4 separate regions of the Mus musculus genome follow, and regions 1, 2 and 4 are each linked to region 3. A link is a contact called in public HiChIP or PLAC-seq data. All regions are on one chromosome and are shown on one strand. The core of a region is the stretch at or near the end of the contact, and the rest is flanking DNA. Distances in the headings are between cores, read along the strand shown.

The links. HiChIP or PLAC-seq counts read pairs in DNA pulled down with a chosen protein or histone mark.
Region 1: a contact with region 3 is called in an H3K27ac HiChIP or PLAC-seq map of T-cell acute lymphoblastic leukemia, with 4 times the contacts expected there. The contact joins two enhancer-like sites. A contact is called at or near these places in 1 of 15 datasets of contacts at CTCF or cohesin (large pre-B cells), 1 of 484 Hi-C or Micro-C datasets (nephron progenitors) and 3 of 115 datasets of contacts at active chromatin or transcription factors (T-cell acute lymphoblastic leukemia, embryonic basal ganglia and large pre-B cells).
Region 2: a BATF HiChIP or PLAC-seq map of CD8 T cells shows a contact between it and region 3, with 6 read pairs. The contact joins the promoter of Grap2 here to the enhancer-like site in region 3. A contact is called at or near these places in 13 of 39 promoter capture datasets (the C10 cell line, the HPC-7 cell line, HPC-7-derived erythroid cells and 9 more), 3 of 484 Hi-C or Micro-C datasets (embryonic fibroblasts, embryonic stem cells and neural progenitor cells), 9 of 115 datasets of contacts at active chromatin or transcription factors (the 230-238 cell line, CD8 T cells, the SCID.adh cell line and 5 more) and 5 of 9 other capture datasets (adipose tissue, embryonic stem cells, liver and 2 more).
Region 4: a contact with region 3 is called in an H3K27ac HiChIP or PLAC-seq map of T-cell acute lymphoblastic leukemia, with 3 times the contacts expected there. The contact joins two enhancer-like sites. A contact is called at or near these places in 2 of 484 Hi-C or Micro-C datasets (bone marrow-derived macrophages and nephron progenitors) and 3 of 115 datasets of contacts at active chromatin or transcription factors (T-cell acute lymphoblastic leukemia, embryonic basal ganglia and large pre-B cells).

Annotation. Positions count from the first base shown.
Region 1 is chr15:80,516,771-80,519,470 of GRCm38.p6, reverse strand. All of the region lies in intron 2 of Enthd1 (ENTH domain containing 1), which reads left to right. Among named protein-coding and RNA genes, the nearest start is that of Enthd1, 42 kb to the left of the region's middle. Within about 2 kb of position 1,325, at least 73 of the 459 cell types and tissues checked have an H3K27ac peak or open chromatin away from gene starts, as enhancers often do. A contact at or near this core is called in T-cell acute lymphoblastic leukemia, where this site is marked.
Region 2 is chr15:80,571,154-80,573,853 of GRCm38.p6, reverse strand. It overlaps Grap2 (GRB2-related adaptor protein 2), which reads right to left and starts at 1,257. Exons shown (of 8, transcript NM_001289442.1): 1 at 1,113-1,257.
Region 3 is chr15:80,318,182-80,320,881 of GRCm38.p6, reverse strand. Cacna1i (calcium channel, voltage-dependent, alpha 1I subunit) reads right to left here. Exons shown (of 37, transcript NM_001044308.2): 3 at 412-523. Among named protein-coding and RNA genes, the nearest start is that of Gm31319, 30 kb to the right of the region's middle. Within about 2 kb of position 1,396, at least 53 of the 459 cell types and tissues checked have an H3K27ac peak or open chromatin away from gene starts, as enhancers often do. A contact at or near this core is called in CD8 T cells, the SCID.adh cell line, T-cell acute lymphoblastic leukemia and 1 more, where this site is marked.
Region 4 is chr15:80,536,836-80,539,535 of GRCm38.p6, reverse strand. The region is part of intron 1 of Enthd1 (ENTH domain containing 1); the gene reads left to right. Among named protein-coding and RNA genes, the nearest start is that of Enthd1, 22 kb to the left of the region's middle. Within about 2 kb of position 1,350, at least 47 of the 459 cell types and tissues checked have an H3K27ac peak or open chromatin away from gene starts, as enhancers often do. A contact at or near this core is called in T-cell acute lymphoblastic leukemia, where this site is marked.

The DNA of each region.
Region 1 (2,700 bases), core at 76-2,575, 200 kb before region 3:
TCCTCGTGTTTACACAGCAAGTCCTTTACCAACTGAGCCATCTCTCTATCACCTGGGTGTTTTCTGAAAACTTAAAACAAAACAAGAAACAACCTAGCCTCAATTGTGTTGCCCAGGAAGGCCTCCGAGCTGGACCTGAGCGCTCCTCCTGCCCCAGCCTCCCTAAACTACAGTATATTCCACCATCCTGGTTCTGACGAGTACTTCAAAGTAATCGATACACCTTTGCTGACATCACCACCGAGAGGACCCTGCTGATCTACGGTGACAGCTGGGGGAGCAGTGGGGTGGTTTGGATGTGTGCGTTTACAGGGCATCTCAATGCCAGAGCCACAGTTGCGCTGATAGTGTCTTGTAGTCAGAGCTCGGTATCTCATCTAAGAGCTATCACGGGGCCCATCAGTTCTGCTTCGAGGTATTATCTGGGCTCTGCAGGCTCAGTGGGATCTCCATCTCTCCAGATAGTCTCTAGGGAGTTCCACAGCTGCAGTGCTGAGCAACTCAGCAACCAGTGAGTCCCTGGCATCACTTCCTGTCCCCTCTCCACACTTTCCTCAGAGGCTCCTTAGTCACAGCCCCATCCTCCATGGCTCATGGTTCCACAGCCTTAGTTGCTGGATTGTGATGGTGCCAGAGGGGCTTCATTTCTTCTGAGGAACCAAATGTGTGCACTCACCTCTTCCTTAACTTGTGGGAGTCTAGAGCACATGTTGCTTAGTCATGAAGTCTGATGAGGCACACTCACACTCACTTCCAGTATTGTGCGATCTGATATCGAGGGAGGAAGACCACGAATGTCTGTGGGCTTTCTGCAGCTTGACTGCCGTTCTTCATGCCCACAGGTAGCCTCGTAGTATTTTAACCAGCGTGCTGCCTCATTTTAACTTGATCTGGCCTAGAATCACCTAGGAAGAGTCTCGGTGAGGAATTTTCTAGATCAGGGTGGCCAATGGGCCTGTCTGTGAAGGACTGTCTGTCTTCATTGTTAATTGAGGTGGGCAGACCCACCCTTAATGTGGATGGGGCCATGGCCTGAATCGGGTTCTGAGCTGTGTGAGAGTGGAAAAAGCTCACTGTGCACAGGCAAGCAAGCCAGCCAGCAGCACAAGAGACTTCATTTCTCTGCTCTCCACTATGGCTGGGCTGTGACTAGCTGCTGCAGTTTCTGCCTTGTAAGCCAAATAACCCTTTCTTGTCTCTCCTCTCCCCCGCAGCCCCCCTCCCTCGGTCGCAGCAACAGAAGTGAAATGTGATTCTGGGCCAGAACACATCCGTGCTGCGTGCTGCTCTCATGAGTTCCTCAGAAGGGAATTAATCTACCCCCGTGCTGTCTGTCAAGCCCGACCCATGGCATTTCAGAGATAATTCTACTGCTGAGTACTGAAGGAGCAGTTACAGTTTCTGATTAAACCTCAGGAAAGCAGATAGATGACAGAAGTCCCGAGTCCCCGCTGTTTGCCAGGATTAATTAGAAAATCTCTAAGTCAGAAATAAGTCCGTTTTAATTACTCATTTTCATGTAAGTTTACAACAAAATGGAAAACTACAAACATACATGAAAGGTTCTCATTACCTCTTCAGGATCTGGCACCTACTGTCCCTGTGCCTCTGCCAGAAATGATTTCTGTCCTGTTTATTGGGATTCGCACCACCCGTCAAAGCCCCTGGTGTTATAGTTAGTTCTTTCCCAGAAGCCTGTCTGTTCGAGGAGCTTAACTTCCTACCAGGCCCTGGGCTTGTTGAAGGGAGAGCCCGTCTCATGCCGACCTATTGCTTCTAAGACATTTTCATGTATAATGTTAGACTTATGAACTTCTTCACAAAGTTTTGGGTTAAAATGTGGAATTTTATAAGAGGGAATAAACATAAAGTCTAGTATGTTATAAATATTATAAATATAGACATAAAAAGAAAACAAATCTGGCATGGTGGTACATACCAGTAATCCCAGCTACTTAGGAGGCTGAGGTAAGGCTATCATGAGTTCAAGGTCAGCCTGAAGTACATAGTAGGACTCCCAAAATAGAGAGTCCTTGCCTAGCATTCATATAATATCTGGTTCAATTCCCCATTACTGGAAAAAAAAAAGAAGAGAAGAAGAAAATGATACCACATGTATGTTCTCAGTGATTTTTATTTTTAATTAAGTGTGTCTCTGTTTGTGTGTGTCTCTGTGTGGGTTTGTGCGCATGAGTGAGAGCTCGTGGGACTTACAAGAGGGCATCAGATGCCCCTGGAGCTGGGGTTACAGCTGATTTCAGATGTGTGTCACCTGATGTGGGTGCTGGCAACCAAGTTCAGTTCTTCAGCAGTAGCAGTGCATGCTCTGGCCACTGACCACACCCACCTCTCTCACATCTTAAGGGGCATAAGTACCATTAGAATTGAGACTTGCAGCACATCACTGGAGGGAAACATAGGGTCCTTATCTATGGAAACTGTCATTCCTTTCTCTTGCTAAGGTCGGATTTGGTTTCACATCTCTCACAGAGTCTTACCTTTATATGTAGTGTTTGCATGTGTGAAAGTCTCCTCAAAATATCAAATATGTGCAAAAAGTGTGCTTTGGAAGAAGAATCCCACTGTAGAGCCCAGGCTGACTTCATACTTAACCGTCCCTCTGTCCCCAGTGCTGGGCTTACACACATGCAGCCTCTGTGCCAGGCTGGACTGACTTCCAGCACACAGCCTATCAAAGCC
Region 2 (2,700 bases), core at 8-2,507, 250 kb before region 3:
AGGCCAGCCTATGCTACACAGACAGGGCAGACAGGGCTACACAGAGAAACCCTGCCTTGGTGGGGGGGTGGGGGGGGGGAGAGGGAGACACTACTTAATAGTGGCTGCTTCTTTCAAGAGGGCCTCTCTAAAATTATACTATGAATATCAAGCTTTGTAGGCCATGTTGATTCACTAAAAGAGACCAGGTTAAACTAAACGTTCTTTCTGAAATCAAAAATGAAGAAGAAAAAAAAAGGGACCCTATAACAAATTAGCAGTTTATAATAAATGGACCCATATGCAAGGCTCTTCCACTGAAGTTTCTCACCCTCCAACAATGTGTGCTCATCACTGCCTTATCCCTGCGGTGGTTTGGAGACCAAGTAGCCCCCCTTAGTCTATCTCTGGATGAGTACTTCTAATGATATACAAAGTGTTCCATATGCCTTATTAACAAGGCTGCACTTGAGGTTAAGTGGATGCAGTCATGGTTAAGTCAGTGAAAACCTGGTCTTTGCATTCCTTTCTCAGGTTCTGAAACAGATGGGGACAAGAGCAGAAACCAGAGATGGTCTTTAAAGATGCCACACAACTATTAATAAAGAGACAAAGATAGACAACACCCTCTCCTCATGTCTTCCCACGGGAAGTTTTCTCTTATTAAAGGAACTCAGACCAGTGTTCTTCGTAAAGAGAGCAAATGCCGCCAGAACTAGCAGTTTGGAGTTGGTGAAAAAATTGAGCAAGTCCTCAGAGTCTGGGCTCAATTCCCTACCACCTGCCACTCCCCGACTTCACTATTGAAGGGGGATTTTTTTTTCCCCCTCTGGGACCTCAACATCCAAGGTCTTTCCCAGAGATCGCTCTGAAGCCAGTTAGTAGAACTGCCGTTTTTTCCCCCATGGGCCCAGTAAAGACCAAGTTTTCTCTAGTTCGTTTGACAGAAGTTGAATCCAATCCCTACTAACGTAAGCCAACTAGATAAGAAGCCTAGGCTGATGGCTGAAGTATTGCCAGCAAAGTTCAGAAAACCAGTAGGACTAGCTTTCATTAGATTTGGCTTACAGAGAACAGAATCTTAAAAGCGCTCAAGGTTTCCAGAGGGCGTGCACCCACGACGCATGACTTACCTTTGGGACGCGAAGAGGTTGAGTTGAGCGTGTATCTCGGCTTTGACAACGAGTTATTAGAATTGCCTTTTGCCAGTGGGAAGATGCATTCAAATGTCAAGTTTACCGCGCCGCCTCAGCCTACAGGTCTGCCTTGTGCTGGTTTCTGAGCACCACACTGAAGCAGGTCGCAAGCCCCAGATCCATCAATACAGCTTCCTCCTCCCTGCCCCTTGCCCTCCTCCAAGCTCCCCCCCAGCCAGTCTGCAGGCAAACCACACAGGAACTAGCAGACACCCTGCTGCGCAGAGCTGGGCGTGAGCCTCAGATTATGTGGTTTTGTTTTCTAGCTGCTAGAGTTGAACCAAAACGCAGGAGGTTCACCGAAACATGCCTGCTCCTATTCGTTTCAGTTTTAACAAAACCCGCCTGCCCCCAACGCTCACATACACATACGAAAACTTCTGAAAACACGCCTGCCCCCAACGCTCACATTCACACAAGAAAACTTCTGAGTTTGGATATGATCCGGTAACAAGCTGCTGCTGGCCTCAAGGAAAAAGCCTGTTTTCACATCATTCCATCCGGAGAAATGCAAAGGCCACTGGGAAAAAGTTAAAGTCTTCCCTGGTCAATCATGATGTTAAAATCTCAGAGAAACCGCTTGCTAAGTGTAGCCAACCCATTTACATAACTCTTAGCTTGTGATACAAATCTTGACCCAAGAGAGAAGGAAGAAAACAGTGGGAGGCTCTCTAAGCCAGGAGTTCTGTTAGTGACACAGACACACGACACAGACACACACTATGGGGGTTAACTAGCCGATAAGCCAGGGGTTCTAAGTCCAGGCTTGCTATGGTCAAGAGTGCAGATCTTTCCTTGGACCCGTGGGACTTCACGTTCTCTTGAGCAAGCTGGACCCAAGGCTCTCTGACAATTTAAGAATCATCATCTCCCTCAACTTCCCCAGTTCTCACCTCCATATTTCTAACTCTCCCTGCCCCCACACCACCTGCAGCCCGTTGAAGTCTCTCTTCCTTTCTCTTTGTTCTTGTATCTCTTGCACAAAAAGGAGACGCATTTCAACTGGCTAAGCAAGGCCTTTAGAGTTTGGAGGCTGGATCCAAGGAGAAGAGGGACATTTCGGGATACCTCCGGCATGAATCTCTGCATAGTTTTTTCCCCATTTGATTCAATTTGAAGTTCTAAGAGTATAACTTAGACTTCATTCCTGACTTCTGAGGCGGTATCTCATTGCTTCTTTAAATGATAAACTTTACTAAAAAGTTATTTTATTTTAGTTTTTGGTTTGCAAGATAGAGTTTCCCGGAACTTGCTCTGTAGACCAGGCTGGCCTCAAACTCAGAGATGTACCTGCACTACCTCTGAGTGCTGAGATTAAAGGAGTGTACTACCACCACTGGGCTTGAAGATTTATATTTTAAAAACCCTTTTCTCATTATAATCTCTCACTTTTTTTTTGAGACATGTTTTCTTCTGTGCTGTAGCCCAGGCTATGCCTAGAACTCTTTGACTTCCAGCTGCAGCCTCAAGATTTGGGTCCAGCCAGCCCCAATGCTGGGCTATAGATGTGTACTACCATGCCTGC
Region 3 (2,700 bases), core at 147-2,646:
AGCCAAGTCACTTGCCCTGGGTCACACAGCAACTCTGTGCCAGGATTAAAATGAAACTCAGGTCCGGCTCCCAGGGACAGGCATCAAATATTCTACTTCTGTAAAATGGATACGTCCCCAGAGCCCTACTCTGTGGTACCTCACACCGTGCCTACAACCACGCAGATGCCACATCAGGGCCCACGAGTCCACAAGGGAGGAGGTATCAGGGAGCAGAGGCTGGCTGCGGGCAGAGAAATGTAGCCACTGCCTTCGCTGTGTGAATGGGATGGGGTGAGGAGCCTCAGCTGGGAAAACAAAGATGACAGGAGGGGCAATTCTTCAGAAGAGCTGAGGGGCTGAGCTACAGTAGAGCCCTGAGCTTGGAAGAGGACACCCGGCTGGGAGGGAGGGGACGACTGAGAGGCTCACCTGCAGGATCTTGCAGCGGTCTGAGAGGCACTCCATATCGTCACATGGCTGGTACATGCCCAGGGTCACACAGTTCAGCAGGATGACCAGCATGCTCACACACTCGAACCACGTACACCAAGTCAAGGAAGAACTGGTGGTGGAAGCGCGGCCTGGGGCGCCACACTCCTGAATGTGACACCCCAGGAACAGACATGCAGACCGTTTCTGCCCCCCACCCCCAACTCCACCCCCACCCCTGTGGACCTCTCAGTGACCCAGGTCCAAGCTTTCAGAGACAGTGCAGCTGGCCCGCCACACAGGTGCAACCCATGCCACACCCTGCAGGGAACCGAAACCAAATCAAACCACTGAAGCATCCACTGCAGGATGCCTCCAGGTCCCACCCAGGAAGGAGTGGCCCCCAGAAAGGGTCCCCAGACTCAACAGCTCTGATGCCGGCCTTCTCTTCTCCCTCTCCCATCCCTCTGCGGTGGCTTCATGCTTCCCATCCAAGGAATGGGTCTGCACTTCTGAGGCATCCCTGGACATGTTCTCCTGATCTGCCTATCTCTGTGGGGCTGAAGCTCACAGTCACCCTCTGACCGCTGCTCCCAAATCAGCCCAACCCAGAGACCTGGCTTCCCGGGTTCTGCCCCAGCAGAATCCTGCAGCCTGGAGCCAGGGCATCTAGAGATCAGCCCTTCAGGTCAGCCACAGGCCACCAGCAGGATAAGGGGATCCTACAGCCCAGAGAGAAGAGAACTGCCTGCTCATATCCCCCAAATGGCCTCTCCTCTTATACACAAGTCCTCGGGGCTAAGGAGATCTGTGCCCCCCCCCCAAAAAGTGCATCATGGTGAAGAAAAAAAAAAAAGTGAAACCACACAACAGCATAAATGACTGAGGTCAGACTCAGGGGTGAACTGCCAGATGAAGGAGCCTGTCTGATGACTCACTCTCTTCTAGTAGTTTCTCATCTACCAGGAAGCAGACTGACAACCCCTGCCACCAGCTGTACCCACATTCCTGTCCCTGACTCCAGCATTTAGCATCTGGGTACAGAGCTGCTATGTGCTGTCAGAGCAGCCAGCAGTGCCAGAGACCAGGGCCTGCCTGTGAACTCAATTCCCTGCGGTGAGTGGCTCTGGGGTCTCAAGCAAGTTCACAGCAGCTCCTCACTGGAGCTAAGGGGCACCTCACAGGTCCACAGAGGCTGTCCCGACCCCTCTTCTCAGAGTGCCTGCTGTGGCTCCCAGCTTCTCCTGGCTTAAAATCAGAAGCCCTCCACAAAGCTGGCCAGCACGACCTACCCTCTTCTCCTTCCCCCGACTGCCTCCCTCCCAGCCCGTGGTGGCCTGCTTTTCCTGTCTGGTCTCAGGCCATTCAGCCCCACAAGCTCCTCCCCCAGCAGCCCTCCAGCCTGACTCTCTCCCATCTAACGCTCATCCTCTCTGCCCACTTTTGAGCAGAGTCTGGGTCCCTGGGATCTACAAGCACTCAACTCCAACCAGAACAGCATGGAGATGCTCAACCAAGACTTGCCGAGTGAATACATGAGTTTATCTCAAGCTCCCCCCACCCCACCCCCCAGCCACACCAGTTCAACCCCAGCTCGGTGAAGCCACACCAGCCCACCACAGCCAGATGCCAACCACAGTGGACTGGGCCCCTCCTGCCTGCTAAGAGAACTGACCTAGTTTCCATGGCAACAGCCCCCTCTGCTCTCCAGACCCTGCTCACCTTGAAAGCTGACTTCCATGGCCTCTGTCCCTGCCCTGCTCCTTCCTGTCCCTGGCCTGGCTGCCACTCTCCCGCCATAGCCTGTAATTAATTTCAGTCGCTGCCAGGCCCCCTTTGAGCCCTAGCCTTGCTCCAGCAGTAGCTGTGTCATTAATTAACTTTTTTGAAGTTCAAACGTTCTAATTACCAGCGAGCATCCCCGTTCCCCTTGATTCCCTCCCCCCCTTCCCCCATTCATTACCTCCCTCTCATAGCCCAGTTTCTGCTGCCTCTGTCCTTCCTGGAGACCCAGGCCCAAGTGCACCTGATGGGCCCATTCACAGGTGGGGAAAGTCAAGACCCCTCTTTAGATCACGTGGCTGGGTTTTGTCTACATCAGACCTGCTGGGTTCCTCGGCCAGTGTCCCCTCCCGGCCCTTGGTCCTGTGTCTGCAATACTGCCCCTGCCTCCCTGGGGCTGCAGCTCTGGCTCCTGACTCTCCAGTGGGCCCTGTGTGATGTCAGCACTGAGTCCTCAGACTCCTTGATAAAACTAAATTCGATCCAAAGGGGAAACATATTTACACA
Region 4 (2,700 bases), core at 101-2,600, 220 kb before region 3:
GCTCACTAGTATGTGGGTCCCAGGGATCAAACTTAGGTGTCAGACTTGGGCAAGAAGCACTCTACCTTCTGAACCCTCTCTCCTGCCCTGTGGTAACTTCCCAATAGTTTATTTTTAAATCTTTTGAAGAAAAATTTAAAATCCTACAGAATATTGATTCTGTAGAAGAAGATCCTCTAGATACATTTCATTGGAGTGGGACTAGACTTACTGACTGTGTAGTGTGGGTTAGAGTGACAGCTTCAGACTCATGGACGGAGAGGGTCTTCCCACAACTTCACATGCCCACTTGGCCTTCATGCTGTTGCTCAGTTGTATTTACTCTGTTCACTGCTGGGCTGCAGTACAGCCTTCCCAAAGTGGCCTGGAGTCTGAGCCTTGTCGTTACAGACCCAGGCTAGGGCCAACAGGCGACTTCACCTAGTTCCATGTGGTAAGACTGTGTTGTGCCTGCTTCTAGGTCCATATAAGTAGCTCTCAGTAGATCTATCCCAGAGAGCAGTGAGTGCAGACCCTCACCCCAAAGGGTGATCTCTGACACCTAAGTGGTTCAGGTCCTCGACACCAGATCAAGAGAGCTCAGCAGCCCTGTGGCTTGAGCCACACATGTGACTTTCTCCTTTGTATTTCTCTGTGGAGTTTTTTTTTTTTTTTTTAATCTTGTTTTTGAGGCTGGCAGTGCCTCAGAACTACCAGGTGTGTGGAGCAGAGCAGTGCTTTGAAGCATAGCTTTACTGTGCCAACACAACGGATGGGGTTTTGTCTTGTCTGTTTTTGTAGTGCTGTGGACGGAAGTCAGGACCTTGAGGATCCTAGGCAGGGGCTCCACGAGACACCCTTTCAGCCCCTGACTGAAAGAGGATTTTTTTTTTTAATAGAAATAACTTGGTCAGAGACTTTAGTTCAGTGCCTGTGGGTTGGGATTCTTTTGGGGGTCACATATCAGACATTCACATTGTGGTTCCTAACAATAGCAAATTTATAGTTATAAAGTGGCAACCAAGTGATCTCATGATTGGGGGCTACTACAGCATTAGCAACTGCATTGAAGGGTCACAGCTTTAGGAAGGTTGAGAATCACTGATGTAGCAGCTTCTCTCTTCCTGTCCCTGCCCTCTTTAGGCCTCTTAGAAGGTAGATTGGAGGGAAGATTAATAGGTAGATAACACGCTACTTACTATAGGCAACACACGATCTGAACTGAGGGAGATGGAGAGGAAGGATAGAGTTGGTGGGTTTGGTTGGTAGACCTGATATATGAATGGGGGAGGGGCATTGTATGTTCATATTGCCCATGTAGAATGGAAGTAAAATTCACTGCAACAGGAATGCAGTTAGAAGAGAGGATGTGGGTAGGACTGTTCAAGAGGGAGGCAGGCAGACTGTTAACATATCTTGAGTGTTATTGAAGACAGGCATATCTCTTAGCACACATATTCTTCTATAACAGACATTAATGCCCAGAACCTCTGAGTCTCTCCTTCTCCAGCATTTGGGAAACGTTCCTTGCCATGTGTCTCCATTTCACACACTGCTGAATGTCCTGGGGACAAGCAAGTAGAGTCCTCTCCTTTGTGGATGTTGGAGGAAAAGCCATCTATCAAGTGGGCAGCTTCAAACCGTGTCACGTCTCTAAGTGGCCAGGGCTGTGTACCCTCCTCACTAAGACTTATGTGACTGCACCCCACATTCATGTCCAGCATGTCACCCTTCCGTACTTTCTTTGGAAAACTCATTTTGGCTTGAAATCACCCTGTTAATACTTGCTGGGTGACTCACCCAGTGCATACATGCACTTGTCCCCTTTCCTTGCTGTGTCCTCAGTGCTCAGAACTCTCTCTTGCTCTCAGCTGCTCAAGGGATGATTCAATGGCTGCAGAAGCAGCTATGCTTGGACACCAGTCTCTTGCACAGCTGCTCTAGTGGTGCTCATCTCCAGTCTCTTACCTTGTGTTTGAGAGGGCCCAGGTTGGCCTTCTGCTTGGCCCTCCTTCTTTCTTGTTAGGTTTCAGACCCAGGACAAGGGGCTGAGGTGCACCTTTTACACATCAGAGCAGACCTGGCCTCCAGGTTTTCCCAGCATCCCTCAGTCCCTACCTAGCATAGTCCACCCCCAACCCTGAACTTTCCAGTCCAGGGGCTGAGCTGCCCTTCCCCCAGAGGCTATGTAACCCGGACATTTTGGTTTCTTCCTCTCTTCCTCCTCTTCTTCCCCCTTTCCTTTTCTCTGCATGGGCACTTTATCTTTTTCTCTTCCCCTCCCCTCTCTCCTTCCTTGCCCTCCCCAGAGCAGCTTCCCATAAGCCTGCATTTAATGTACTCTGATCTGGCTTGGATTGGCTCATTTCACCGGTGGAGAAATAACTTACCACATATTGATCTTGCTCCCATTCTACGTCTTTATTAATTTTTATGTGTTTTTATTAATATTTTTGTCACACTTTGTGATTCTCTCTTAAAAATATTTATTATCTTTACTGTATGTGTGTGGGTGTTTTGCCTGCATGATATATGTGCATCACGTGCATGCCTGGTGCTCACAGAAGCCAGAGAAGAGAGCTGGATCCCCTGGAGCTGGAGGGAATCATGGCTGTGAGCCACCACGTGGGTGCTGGGAACTGAACCTGGGGCCTCTGCAAGAGTCACTAGTACCCTTAGCTGCCAAGCCACCTCGAAGTCTCATGCTGTGCTTTGCCACTG